Regions from separate parts of the Mus musculus genome. Here regions 1 and 2 are each linked to region 3. Evidence: chromatin contacts called from public HiChIP or PLAC-seq data. All regions are on one chromosome and are shown on one strand. Each heading gives the region's core, a stretch centred on a gene start, on an enhancer-like site or on the middle of the called end of the contact. The rest is flanking DNA. Distances are from core to core; before and after follow the strand shown.

Evidence for each region. HiChIP or PLAC-seq counts read pairs in DNA pulled down with a chosen protein or histone mark.
Region 1: an H3K4me3 HiChIP or PLAC-seq map of pro-B cells shows a contact between it and region 3, with 6 times the contacts expected there. The contact joins the promoter of Gcsh here to the enhancer-like site in region 3. A contact is called at or near these places in 5 of 39 promoter capture datasets (the 3T3-L1 cell line, the C10 cell line, hippocampal neurons and 1 more) and 1 of 115 datasets of contacts at active chromatin or transcription factors (pro-B cells).
Region 2: an H3K27ac HiChIP or PLAC-seq map of large pre-B cells shows a contact between it and region 3, with 5 times the contacts expected there. The contact joins the promoter of Cenpn here to the enhancer-like site in region 3. A contact is called at or near these places in 2 of 39 promoter capture datasets (hippocampal neurons and pre-B cells), 2 of 115 datasets of contacts at active chromatin or transcription factors (large pre-B cells and pro-B cells) and 1 of 9 other capture datasets (liver).

What each region holds. Positions count from the first base shown.
Region 1 is chr8:116,990,553-116,995,078 of GRCm38.p6, reverse strand. Gcsh (glycine cleavage system protein H (aminomethyl carrier)) reads left to right here and starts at 1,581. Exons shown (of 5, transcript NM_026572.4): 1 at 1,581-1,791. The coding sequence starts at 1,653.
Region 2 is chr8:116,919,387-116,924,193 of GRCm38.p6, reverse strand. Cenpn (centromere protein N) reads right to left here and starts at 2,454. Exons shown (of 12, transcript NM_028131.3): 1 at 2,411-2,454; 2 at 1,753-1,866. It overlaps Cmc2 (COX assembly mitochondrial protein 2), which reads left to right and starts at 2,758. Exons shown (of 4, transcript NM_026844.3): 1 at 2,758-2,843.
Region 3 is chr8:114,813,900-114,818,689 of GRCm38.p6, reverse strand. All of the region lies in intron 8 of Wwox (WW domain-containing oxidoreductase), which reads right to left. Among named protein-coding and RNA genes, the nearest start is that of Gm16118, 110 kb to the right of the region's middle. Within about 2 kb of position 3,134, at least 88 of the 459 cell types and tissues checked have an H3K27ac peak or open chromatin away from gene starts, as enhancers often do. A contact at or near this core is called in pro-B cells, where this site is marked.

The DNA of each region.
Region 1 (4,526 bases), core at 332-2,831, 2.2 Mb before region 3:
CTCTGTATAGTCCTGGCTGTCCTGGAACTCACTTTGTAGACCAGGCTGGCCTTGAACTCAGAAATTCACCTGCCTCTGCCTCCCAAGTGCTGGGATTAAAGGTGTGCGCCACCACGCCCCGGCTGTCTCTCTGTCTCTCTTTTTTTAATATATATAAATGTTTAATCTATCTATCTATCCATCCATCCATCATCTATCTATCTATCTATCTATCTATCTATCTATCTATCTATCTTTGGTTTTCGGAGACAGAGTTCCTCTGGTTGTCTGGTATAGCCCTGGCTGTTCTGGAACTCACTATAGACCAGGCTGACATTGAATTCAGAGATCTGTCCCTGAGTGCTAGGATTAAAGCTGCATGCAGCTACCAGGCTGGAATCTCTTCTTGAGGGTTGGGTTGCTTTGTTTGTTTGCTGGCTCTGTAGAGTCTTCCCTATAGGGCTGGTCAGTTTAAAGAAAAGACAGGATCACTGGCTGGCCTACAAGTGTAAGCCGGTCCTGATGTGGCCTTGAACTACTTGAGCCAGTCCCTGAGCAGGAGGCTGGCTGGGCTGGCAGGAGAAGAAACAGCCCATTTTAAAAGGTACCACCCGTTTTTAAGGTACCGGGCTTTTGTCTCAGCTCAGGGGGGTGTAGATGAAGCTGGCCATCATGGAAGCTCACCACCTTTGTCATCTACCAGAGTTTTTATCTAACTGCTACTTCCTTGCCACCAGCAGCCCTAGTTTGGCTTGAATGTCTGGTACAGCTTCTAGTATATATTGTTCCGCCCTTCCCCTCATCCACTGTACAGACTCTGGGTTCCCTGCCCCCAGTACATCCTACGCTTTTCTCTTGGCTAAGGGACACTGAGCCTTTTCAGGGAGCCTTCTCTCCCTCTCCAAGGACATCTGCAGCCACCTCAGGGTAAATCCTGTTTTGTCTTGGTGGTGCCAACCCATTTCCCTTGACAGTGAACATAAGGAATGGAGGTCCCTGACTTGATAACTCCGAGGATGGACAACTCCTTACTCGGAAATCCGCCTGCCTCTGCCTCCCGAGTGCTGGGATTAAAGGCGTGCGCCACCACGCCCGGCTCCCTTTTCTCTTTCTGTCCTTTTTCTTTCCTCCCTCCCTCCCTCTTTCTTTCTTTGAAACAGGGTTTGATGCCTAGAACGGTCTTAAATGAATCCCATGGGGGTGACCTTGTGCAGTTAGGCGTAACTGTGTGCTTTAAGGGCCTGGCGGCACCTCATCTTCCGTAGGACTTTTTGGCTTAGTGGCATGAGACTGCGTTAGCCCAGCAAAACCATCCTTGCTGGAATCTTTCTCTGGCCCCTGCAGCGATGCAGTTCAGGGCAACTCCTAGATTGCGGACTTGGAGCTTCTATTCGCAAGATTCTACTCTCCGCCCTCCAGTGAGGCCCCGCCTCCTCCCTGCCCAGCCAATCTGCGCCTCTCACACAGCCCCATCCGGGCCTCAGCGCCTCCACATGCACACGCCCCTCGCGCGGGTTGTCCTATCCGAAGTGGAACCTTCAAGATGTCCAATCAGAGCGCGCCTCTCCCGGGCTCCGCCCCCGGGCCTGGGTGCTCCGCTTACTCTGGACCCACCCCGTCCCCACCGGCCCGGTGGCGGAGGCGAAGCGCAGTTACCCTCCGGACCTCTGACCATGTCGCTGCAAGTGTCGAGGAGCTTGCGGGTTGTGGCCTACAGCCTGCGCACCGCCCTGACCTTCTGCTCGCCGCGGCCCTGTGTACCGAGCGCCGCCGCCGTCCGCTCACTGCGCACCGGATCTGCTTTGCTGTCGGGTAAGTGCAGGGCACGTGGTCACCGCTCCTGCCCGCCCTACTCCCAAGCCTCCTGGCCGGACCGACCTATAGCCCTACCCACGCTTCTCGCTCTTGGGATCCTGGTTCTGCGGCCTTTCTCCCTAAGTAGGCGGGAGAGTACAGGAGCAAACTTTGAACCCGGGGTAGAAAGGTGGAGCTGGGAGGGAAGGACGGCTGGACCCGCAGGTAAACCGGCCACTCGTGCCGGGCTGAGCTTGCTTTTAGGTGCACCGAGATCCTAAATGTGGGGAGCACTTAGGTTTGCTGTGGAACCTAACAGCAGTTTGTTTACGAGGAACTGCGAAGTGAAGTTAAGCAGAAACACATACTAAAATTTAGCAGAATGCATATACAGATGAATGAAAAGTCAGAGTAACAGAAATAAGCTTTTTACTCTCTCCCCCGCCCCCCGCAAAATCAAGCGTAGTGAGGAAGCTTTAGCTGTGAACTACAGACAGCAGGAAAAGTTCTAACGTCTGAGTCATTGATGTGTACTGGGGTTCAAACGAGCCTGGTTTGACGGACTGGAAATAGCTGGGAGACCTGCCCATTGTACGCGTTTGCACAGTTAGCTGGGAAACAGTTTTATGTGCAAGTAGTGGAGACCTTACTCAGGCAGCACAAATCGGAACGGCTGCTCTCAGCGAGTGCCGTGGGTCAGAAATCTGTGGAACTCAAAATGTTGATCACGTTATTCCTCGGTGTGGAGTGCCACGTTTCTTCCTTTCTTGCTAAAATTTCTCCAGTTTTTCACACACCAGACCGTTATTGACTGGAGTACAAGGGTAAAGAAATGCTCAAATAAGCAGTCCGTTTCAAACCAGGCATGGTGGGTGGCTTCCACCGGTAACCGTGTCAGCACTGCTGAGGTGGAGGATCGCTGTGAGGCCGAGGGCAGCTGGAGCTACATACTGAGTTCCAGGTATTTGGTTAAATATTGCCTAATGTGTCAATTCCCACGGTCTGCTTAACTACTCAGGTTCTTTTCATTTTTACCCTCTTTGAACTGGCAGAATTGTGCACACTTATTATGCAGGGTGCAGAGCCTTGTGCTTGTTGAAACACAGACATTATTCAATTCTGGTTTTTCCTCTTAGAGCTGTGTGGTCTCGGGCACAGTCTCTCAACTTCTCAGAACCCCAGTGCCCTGCATTAGAACAGTGGAGGCGAGGCAATAGCTACCTCAGAGTTACTGGGAAGTCGTCCTGTCACCTGCAGCTTGACATATTAGCAGTGAATAGTTTTATTAACTATTAGTGTGTAGTGCCAGATAGCACCACTGACCCATATTAAGCAAGCTATTGTGTTTGAGAATGCAGTATCTTCAGTTTCAGCTCAGATTTTCTGAGGCCCCAAACCATGGTGGGGTTTTGTTTCTGTTTTCTCAAGGCTGGGTTTCTCTGTGTAATCTTCCCTATTCTAGAACTCTCTCTCTCTGTAGATCAGGCTGGCCTAGAACTCACAGAAGTCTACCTGCCTCTTCCTCTCTGAGTGCTGGGATTTAGGTGTGCCGCCCCCCCCCCCCCCCCCAGTCTGTTTCTGCTCTGAGGTCTGCTCTCACTGCGAAGCTGGAGAGACCCCTGTGTAGCTGAGGATGACAACTTCAGATCCTTCCACAGTGCTGCGACTGGACTGCCGAGCACCACCAAACCCAGCTGTGCAATGGTAGAGACTGAACTCAGAGCTACCACAGTGATAGGCAAGCACCCATCCCCCAAAGCCACATCCCCAGGTCTCAAACTGTGTTTTTCGAGGATTAGGAAGAAAGTAATTATTTACCTAATCTGCTTTCTTCAGTGAGGTCAAGGGTTAACGGAGAATTGTAATCTGTGCCTAAGCCTAGGTAGCATTCCTGGGCTAAAAGGACAATATGGACTTTAAGGGCAAGTGGACCTGGGTGTGCTGAGCTCAGAATGCTGCTGGCTCAAACTGAAGCTGCAAAGTTGAGGCAGAGCAGCGACACTGTCAGCGGTGTGGCCGAGGATAGCGCAAAGGGTCAGAGATCTGTGACTGTCCGCCCCTGGTCAGATGCTGTGTTGAGGTGATGATTGTTGGTCATAAGGTAATCAGGGGGTTCTAGACTTGTAAGAGAATGGCAGTTGAGAGCCACAGCCACATAGCTGTGCATCATCTTTGACCCAAATCCCTTTTCCTTTATTTTTTTTAGCAGGGTTGGGAATTGAAGCCAAGGCTTTGGCCCTTTCTTCAAGGACAGGCTTAAAGAATTGCAGAATTTTAAGAACTTGGCCAAGTTATAATTGTTTATAGGAAGCCTGTTTCAGTCCATAGAACTAAGTTGCAGTTACCTTAGAGAACTCTACCTAAAGACTCACATTACCCTTTTTTAGGTTAAATCTTTTGGTTTTCATATCTTTGTTGTTGTTGTTTTGTTTCTTGAGACAGGGTTTCTCTGCAGCCCTGGCTGTCCTGGAACTTACTCTGTAGACCAGGCTGGCCTTGAACTCAGAAATCCACCTGCCTCTGCCTCCCAAGTGCTGGGATTAAAGGCGTGCGCCACCACGCCCAGCTTGGTTTTCATATCTTAAAAGGTTTATGCTACACGTGTTTTGCTTGCATGTGTGTCTTTGCACCACATGTGTGCCCTTGGAGGTCAGAGAAGGCTTTCAGATGGTTGAAAGCCATCCTGTGAGTGCTGGAAGCCACTCCTATGGTCCTATACAAGAGCAACATATGCTTTTAACTGCTAAGCCACC
Region 2 (4,807 bases), core at 1,205-3,704, 2.1 Mb before region 3:
TTAAGTTTCCTTGGCCAGCTTGTCTTCTAGAAAGGAACAAGGTCTTTGGTGTCCCTGTCACTCATGTCGCTTCCCTCACACCCAAGGACTCCAAAGAAGTAAATAGATGGCTATTCCTCATGAGAGGCCTGGCTGGGCCTGGCATCTAATATTACAAAAGCTTCTTGAATGCTGCATGTGATTTCCTGTTGGCTAAAGATATGTGTATTTTATGCTGACTGTACTTTATCCCTTTCTTTCTTAGTTATGAGTATGTGACTGTGTGAACATTATAACGTAGGTGTGCTGGCATCCCCCTTCAGACAAGTGTCTGGTCCCGGAACTGGAGATAGAGGCAGTGGTGAGCCCTTGATGTGGCTGCTGGGACCTCCACTGAGGTCCTCTGCAAGAGCAACAACGAGTTGCTCTCTAGCTCCTTATCTTTATCTCCTGAGACAGGGTCTCACACAACCCAGGCTGGCGTGAACTTCTGATCTTCCTGTCCCCATCTCCCAGGCACTGCTGTTACACGTGTGCGCTACCACATCCGGTTTCATGTGGTTTGGGAGATGACCCCAAGGCTTACTGCATGCGGAGGCAAGCATTCCACCAACTGAGCTACCTCTCTAGTCCCAGCTGAGTTCATTTAAAAAGGTGTGCACCACCACTGCCTGGCTCCCCAGGAAACTTACTGCAATCATCCAACAGTGGTTTGTTTGTTTTTTTTTTTTTTCCAATCTTCCATCGTTTATTATTTTTACAGAACCACCTGCAATTGGCTTTATAATTTTATCATAGCTACGTTAATTTTTTTTTCTGCTCAAGACAGGGACTATGTTGATCTTATTCACAACTATGTTTTTAAACTCTATAGCCGTTTTATAACTGTTCTGGCAGGAGCAAAGTCATTCTAAAAAGAGGCACTTGTGAGTGTCCCCACAGAGACATGGAGTTCAACCCAGGGATCTGATGGGGAAGGAAAGGCTGACACCTGGTGCCAGTCAGAGGGAGCTTTTCTGTCTCCTTGTCAGACCCTCTTGCAGAAGGGACTGCAACACCAGGGCAACGATGTCTCAGAGATGGGAGGACCACACCGTGACTAGGGCTGCTTAGTTGTGTATACCCTCTGCTTTCTGTTGAATCTTCTGTTTCAGGACTCAACACTTGGTGTGTGGGTCACTAGACCTCTTTGCTCTTCCCAGTGTGGCCACACTGAATACATGTCTCTTTTCTGCCTCTCATTTAAGACTTGTCTTTTTTAGCCAGGCGGTGGTGGCGCACATCTCTAATCCCAGTACTTGGGAGGCAGAAGCAGGCGGATTTCTGAGTTCAAGGCCAGCCTGGTCTACAAAGTGAGTACCAGGACAGACAGGGCTATAAAGAGAAACCCTGTCTCGAAAAAACAAAACAAACAAACAAACAAACAAACAAAAGACTTGTCCTTTTAAGTGGCCTATGGAGCCTAGCTTGTTAGGGCTGCCAGGGCTGGGGGGTTCTGATCCTAGCAATTTCAGTCACCATGAGCCAAATCACACAGCGAGTCTGGTCACCCAAGAACAATCTCATATGCACTTGACTAATGACTGATGGAAGAGTGACTGGATACCCACCCTAAGCGGTATGCACAAGGGAAGGATATAGTTCCACTGTCTGTCAACTATTAAACCAACACCTTGTTCGTGACAACATCTGAGAGCGTTTTCCTGATCCTCAGTGAGGTAAATTAGAGGAGAGTGTATGCAAAGCAGGCATTTCTCCTATCCCAGTACTGACCAGGCCAGATGCGGCTATAAACTTCGGAGATCAGGGCCTTCGGGGTGGGGTGCCCAATCCTTAGCACTTCCGAAGATTCTTAATTCTGAGTGATCTATCTGCACCATGCCCTTCCTAAAAGAAATGACAGAAAGGGCGTAACACATCAACAAAGTTAGCAAGTCTTTGAGTGAACTTTCTGCCCTGTTACTATTTCAATTTCTATTTTCTAGCGCTTTATTCATGGTAGCAGCTAAGACAAGGCTGTTGAATGTACACGTGACAATAACGATCCGGTAGACCCGCATGGAGCACAAGGAGTATAGCAACAGGAGGCATGGACAAAAACTGAGGCGAGGCTAGGAATTAGAGAGCTGACACCTAGGCTCGACGGAACCTAAGGATCAAAGTAAAGCAGCTCTTGAGCGGGCAGCCCGGAGCCTCCATGGCATAAACGCCAAGGGACATAAAACCCCGCCCCACTCCGGGCGGATATGACGCCATGGACGCTCATCCCGGCCCTCTTGGCCCGGACCCGGCCTCCACTAGTGTCACTCCTAGGCTAAGATCCCGTGGCGGAACTGCGCCGTGGCAAGGCCCCCGTAGATGTCTGAGGCCTGGCTCCTGTAGTCCTCCCGCCGCCTCCGAGTCCAATTCGGTGTCGCTGAGGCTGCCTTACCAGTCCACATCGCCCGCCGTCTCTGCAGCGGTTCCCGCCGAGGTGCTTTTGAAGCCGCCAATGGCCGCTCGGGCCCCGCCCACCTGGCAAGCCCTCCGCACTGCTTCGGCTGCACGGGGGGACGCGGCTGTGGGCGCCTGATGGAAAACGCTTTAGATCCCCAGAGTCGCTGTACTCAGAGACAGGATCATGTAAATATAATTGTTCTCCGTCTCGAATTCCACCTGGCAGTCATCTCTGTGTGCTGTCCCCGCCGAGCCCCGGTGGGATGGCCCTAGATCCCCCTCAGCATGGGACAGTGGACCGGTCCAGGCGGAGCGATGCATGCAGGATGACGCATGCGCGGAGCGTCGGTGCTTGCAAGTCCTAAGGGAGCTGCGGGCTCCGTGTCGGTGACTTCTCTTTCTGTGCTTCTTGTAGGGGCTGAGTGACGGTGAGTGTCGGGTGTCCTTCAGCCTCCGGGCATCTGGCTGCCTGTGGCGGAAGGACGCGGCTCTTTAGCTTCCCACGCCGCGCTAGGTTCACCCATGTCCCTGCCCTTGGACCTTTACTAGGAACACTCTTCTTGGTGAGCCGCGGGCATGAGCTGTCACACTGCTGAGATCTGCCCGCCGCTCGCTGGCATTGCGACCTTGGGCGCGCGCCTGGTCGAGTGCGCGTACCCTGCTGCAAAACTTTGGAGATGCGTGACACTGAGGGCGCATTGAGCTAACTGTTCTGGCTGATAACTAATCTAGGGAGCTGCCGTCAAAAGTTTCTTTACTGAAAAGTCACTGGACTGGCTGGTGATGTGGGTATCTGTAAAGATCCCCCACGGTACACTTGACAAGGAAAGTAATGTTTAGGGTCCGTTAGATAGGCTTCGAGGACGACTGTGAGTGTTTTCACAATAGATGTATTAGAAGCCTCTGTTAAAACTTCTCGAAATCAAACAAAACCCCAGGCAAGGAGGGTAGGATGGTTTGCTTCAATCTCAGCTCTGGGGAGGTGGTGGAGGCAAGAATCAGGAATTCAAGGTCACCCTCAGCAACATAAGGAATTTGAGGCTACACTAGACCCTGTGTTAGTAACAAAACCCACTTTAAATGTATGCAACTTTGCCTTGGCAAAGGGATTCTCTTGACATCTTTTCTGTCTTGTACATCCAGGCCTTGGTATTTGGTTGATCGAAGTGAAAATACGCCTCTCCATTTTCAGTGTTAAATGTCAACATTCAGCAGACATTTATTTCTTTTTTCCTCTAAAATTTCCCTGGTCTTAGCAGACTACTTACCTGCCTACCTGGCACTAGTAGGAGATTGTTCCAGAATGATGCAGAGGAGGCCTATTCTTTTTTTTTTTTTTTTTTTTTTTGGTTTTTCGAGACAGGGTTTTTCTGTGTAGCCCTGGCTGTCCTGGAACTCGCTTTGTAGACCAGGCTGGCCTTGAACTCAGAAATCCGCCTGCCTCTGCCTCCCAAGTGCTGGGATCAAAGGCGTGCGCCACCACGCCCGGCAGAGGCCTATTCTTTTGAGAAGCAGTTTTAAGGTGATAGTTGAGAAATGATCATGTGTGTGTGTGTGTGTGTGTGTGTGTGTGCGTGTGTGTGCGTGCACGCCTGCCTGTCAGAAGATGCTCACTGGAGTTAGTTTTCTCCTTCCACCATGTGTGTTTTGAAGATTGAATTCAAGTCCTCATGCACTTGCTGGCCTTAATTAGTGTGTATTTTTGTATGTGTCTGTTTTGGGATTGGGCCTGACCTCAGTCCAGCCAACCCTCATGCTCTATGTCTATATCTGCCTTACGGATTTGAGACCTGCTTTCTCCTTAACTGTGTTAGCTTGCTGTTTTGGCTAGGTTGGCTAGCCATGAGAACCTTCTTGGGGTCTGCCTGACCCGATCTCCGCAATAAGGGGTGCAGACACCTAAGGCACAGCAAGAGCTTTACCCACCAAACATCTCTCCAGCTCCTTGCTTATTTTAAACTATTAGGAATGGCAACTGTAGTGTAAGTTTCTTTCTTGGGCAGCCAGAATAGCAAAATCTCTCTAAAAGAAATACAGATGGCGTTAAAATATAGGGATGTCACCTCTTATAATACCTTCTCTTATCAGCACGCATTTCCTCATACTAGAGTCACTCTATTTAAAAATGTGCTTCCTGGCGCTAAAGCAAGGGATTTGTTCCATAAGGTTGCGTGTTTAGGACTTAGGTTAAATAGAGTTCTTCTTGCCAAGAGTGGAAGAAAACAAAATTAACATTTTATTCTTTGAAACAGCCATCCAGGATAAGCAGTGAGAAAAGCCCATTTTCGTTTCTCAGTTAAAAATAAAATGAAAACAATTTTTCTTTTTTTCTTTTTTCTGGCTAGCACTGTAGTAATATACAAAGTTTAAAAACTTTTGTCATGATGGGAAG
Region 3 (4,790 bases), core at 1,885-4,384:
CCAGGGTAGAACTGGAGCTAGTTCTTAAGTCCAAGGGAGACTGGCAAGTCTGATCACTAATCAATTCTCTTAGATAGCTTGGTATGTCTACTCGCTCTAAAGGCATGTGGGTGGATGAGAGCCTTTGGTTTCAGAGTTCGGCTTGAAGTTCTTTTTCAATAGAAAGATGCCCACATGTCCGCACGTGCATCCTGAATACAGAACATCCTTGTGCTCTCTCTCGCATGAATCCATATTGTTCAATTCAGGTCTTTCCAGCTTGTCAGTTGTATTCCCCAACAACTTCCTGCCTCCCAGAAATGGCGATTGCTTCTGAAGTATTCAAAGTGTTAAAAGGAAATAAATAAATAAGGAAAGAGGGATAGCTGCAAAAGGGCAGCGTTTATCCCACACGGAGAAACGGACAAGTAGACCGGGAGAGGCATTGTCAGAGTGGTTTTTTTTTTTTTTTTTTTTTGCAAATGGCATTTTCAGCAATATAAATTATGATTTATTTTCCCATGTAATCATCTTGATTGCAGACATCCTTTTGGAGAAATCGCACCGCTCTTGGCTAGCTTTTTAAAGCCCCAGAAGACAACTTTCAATTCTGATTAGTATGTATGGTGGGAAATCAGATACATTATATTTAGCTTGAAGTGTGGAGTGCAGAGAGCTCAAAGAAAGAAAGATAGAAGGAGAAATGGGGGTGGTGGGGGTGGTGGAGAAAACATCTGTAATCCTTCTCTGAAGGATCTGGAGGCACGCAGTAGGGTGAGAAGCAAGAGGAGCTGTTGAGTGTATGGGGTTGTCTTCCTGTAATTAACCAATTGTGGCTCCTTGTCAGGGACTCACATGCTGTGAGGTTTTACATGGGAGGACTTTGAGCCCTGCTCTTGTGTTAGGATGCTGAAGATTCAGCTTCCACCCACACGGTCTTCCCTGCGCCAGTGGTCACGATGCCAAGCTCATCCACTTAAGGTGAGTCGGCTGAAGATCTGTGCACTTAGATGAACTAAAAAGGCATGTGGGGACTCACCGGGTCCAGGCATCTGTTAAAAAGCTATGCATGGTGCCAGATCTTTATGATGGGAGGCCATGATACATCTTCCACGGGCCACCTGCTGGGGCGGGGCAAGTGGAATGCCTGAGCAGACATTTTGGTGTTGCAAAAAGGCTTTGTCTGTGAACTCAGTCCAGAGATGTGCCATCAATTTGCAAAGCAAACTGCAAAACTGTCACATGTTTTAAGTAAGCTTAGACTTTGTGTGTGTGTGTGTGTGTGTGTGTGTGTGTTGGGGGGCACTGTGTTCATGGCTCTCCTTGGTCACAGGCTCCTCTGGGTCCCATGGGGGGGGGGCACACCTAGCGTGAGGAACTTCCAAGCTCAGACTCACTCTTTGGATGCCTCGAGCATTCCCTCCAGGCCCGGCTGCTCCTGTATTGGAATAGAACAAAGGAGAGGCACCTCCCCTCCTGGGTGTGAGTAAAGGGGTGTGGGATGGGTGTATCAGTTTTCATACTGATGTCACCTGGCTGCACTGGGGGTTCAAGCATAATTGTGGGGGAAGGGGTGTTCTAAGATGAAACCGTATCTCAGCAGAGCACTGTGCAAGGCTGACATGGTAGAGGTCACATGCCAGACCTCTCCAGGCTTATTTTTTTTCTCCTGCCTCACATTGTTCTGTGCCTAACCAGCACAGCTGAAAGGGAAACTGGGAGGGTATCTGTGGAAAGCCTGTCTGCTACCACAGGGCTAACAAGTGACAACCACTCACTCGATGGTCCCGGCAATCCTCCATGTCATGATTCCAAGTGGGGAACTCTGTGGCACAGAGAAGACAGCGTGTTGAATTCAGCCATTGAAGAGACCCACCGTGTACACATGGGCTTCTCCCAGGCATTGATCTGTCAGTGCATTTATTCTAAACAGATTTTACATATGCTATCGAAAGCTCCAAACTCGGTGCCCAAGTCACGTAAGTCCCTCTATTTGTGTTCAGACAGCAGCGTCGAGAAAGTGAGGGAGATTCAAACCTCAAAGGGACTTCATCTGTGGGTCGCTGCTGCTTCTCCTGGGGTGTCAAGGGACACGGGTGGGTGGCCTCCGGTAGCAGACGGCAGCCACCTGCTATGACTGAAGAGGAACCTCAAGCCTCAGTCTTGTAGCTTTAAGGGACTAAATTCTGCCAACACCTTGAACGAACGTGGCAGTGGATTTCCCTCCAGTGTCCGCAGACAGGAGTGCAGCTCCAGCTGATGCCCCACGGTCTTCCTGAGGTTCAGAGATGATAACACAGCTATAATGGGCCCTTACTTTCGACCTATAGAACTGCAGCCATTGATATGGGCTAGAGTTGCCAAGTGTATGCTGATTTGTTACACAGGGATGGCGCACACACAAACAGAGCAGAAAGCAAGAACTCCAGCTTAAAGAACCCTAAGTAGAACTTCTCTTCTGCCTTTTTTTTTTTTAAATATTTTTATTAGCTTTCACAATCACTGTTCCTATAGAGCATAAAACCCTAATCGCCACAGCTCTGGTTTTTTTTAGTTAGAAAAGGTTGGTTCCAAAACAATACTTATCACTGTTATTTTCCTTGACAGTGGTGATATGCTAGGCAGGCGTGAGTTCAGGCTAGTAGTAGCTAGTGAAATTCCTTTCCCATGCCAAGTGTTAGATAAAATCAGAAATCAACATCCTCATATACCAACAGTATTGAGGATTTAGGCTACAAAAAGAATATGCTTTCTTCTATGTTACTATGTCCAAAGGATCTCTGCAATGGATATTTGTACGTAAAAATATCATCCCACCTCCTATAATCTGTCAAACTACAGAGAGAAGGGAAAAAGGAGTGGATTTGTAAGTTCCTTCTTATACCCAAAGTATACCAGAGAGAGAGAGAGAGAGAGAGAGAGAGAGAGAGAGAGAGAGAGGGAGAGGGAGAGGGAGAGAGAGAGAGAGAGCACCACTCACTCATTTCTGTGAAGCAATGTAACAGCAAACTCCTGAGATCTGAGTTATTTCAGACAAACAGAAAAATGTAGCTTTGGGAGGAAGCTGGGAACTGGCCCTCCTGCATTAGACTGTAAGCCAGGGCATACACTGAGGAAACAGAGAAGGTTGGGTGAGACTTGTGGTCTATGTCTGTTTGCTCCGGGTCTGTGAGATGGGTGGGGTGAGGACCTTCCTGTTTATGTTCACATGACTAAAGCCCTTAGTTAGAACACCCCATCAAGAAACTCATGCCGGAAGTGGGTTTCCCTCGAGGGGAGCAGTTCAAGAAAGAAAAAAAAAAGGGAAAGCTACGTGGAATACACAAAACGCTCACACATGACTAATTGTGCCTTTTGCTGACCACACTGCTCCCAGAGTCCTTGATTCCTGACATATGTGACAAGTGATGCTAGATCCAAGGTGATGCAAGGGTCCTGGTGAGGAAGGGGAAGTGGGTGAAGTCATTTCCACTCATTCATTGTCTGGAGAATGTCTTCCACAGCTGACGACACTGCTCTTGACACCCACCCCACCATTCTGCTGACAGTCGCACTATTCCTAAACATTCCTGGTGATGATCTTTCCCATGACGGGAGGATCTACAGTAGGCTGGGTCTTGGGAGCCGTCAGGAGACTTTTGCTCTATCTCCTGGCTCCTCCTCTACCACTTTCCTTCTCCCATGCTGGGCTCCTGCCAGACTCAACTGTATCTCTTGGCACACACATGCTCAGGGTGGCAGTGTATGATGCCCAGCAGGCTAGTAAACAGATATCACATGGTCCTATGACTTGAGAGGGTACTGTGGGGACTACAGAGGATGCCAACTTGCCTGACTCAGTCTGGAGGAGGAAGAGGAGGAAAAGGAGGAGGAGGAAGAGGAGGAAGAGGAGGAGAAGGAAGAGGAGGAAGAGGCGGAAGGGGAGGAAGAAGAGGAAAAGGAAGAGGAGGAGGAAGAGGAGAAGAGGAAGAGGAGGAAGAAGAGGAGGAAGAAGAAGAAAGACCTGCAGCTAGCTTTGGATAGAACATTCCAGGCAGAGAGATGCACCAATCCATACAAAGACCTGTTAACAAGACTGAATGTTTAGGAATGGGCAGAGTCAGTGTGTAATCTTCTACTTGGAAAAGCAGTCGATGTGGGTGCTGGTCTTGGGATATTCTCTCTTCTATGTCCTCCCCTCTATCAAACCCAGTACCTCACACATGCTAGCCACCAAGATATAGTCCTCGGCCTTCGTCTATTTCTTACTAGGAACAATTTCTTTCTTTCATTTTTATTGTAATCTGTGGCAACATGTAAATGTGCTGCCAACCTTGAACCGTAAGATAGTGCAAAACAATATGTGTATGACACTGGCCCAATTCTTCTGAAACATGAACGGTGGCTATGGTGGGCACCGAGACTCAAGCCCGGGTCAGGCCAGTCTCTCCTGACTCAAATCACCATGGGCTCAGTACTACTTATACTCTTTGTTATAGCTTACAATTATACTCTCCTGCCTGCACGGTTAAGATGGCACCTAAGATAAATGAACCACCTCTAATAAGGGACGAGAGCCTTCCATCACGGAAGGTCCCTGACCATTCCGGAGGCTCTGACCCCACGAGAACTTTGCTCTTCACAAGTCAGGGTTGGTCACCAAATCCTGTTGCCTTCCACTGACCCATACATAGACTTACTGCCTGTGAGCCGTGTGTGACCGACCGGTTACTACCCATCTCCATTTCTCCTTGTTGGGATCCTCTTTCTCTCCAAAGGAGGAGGGGAAAAAATACCATGTTTATCTCCAACCTCCCCGAGTCTGATGTGCA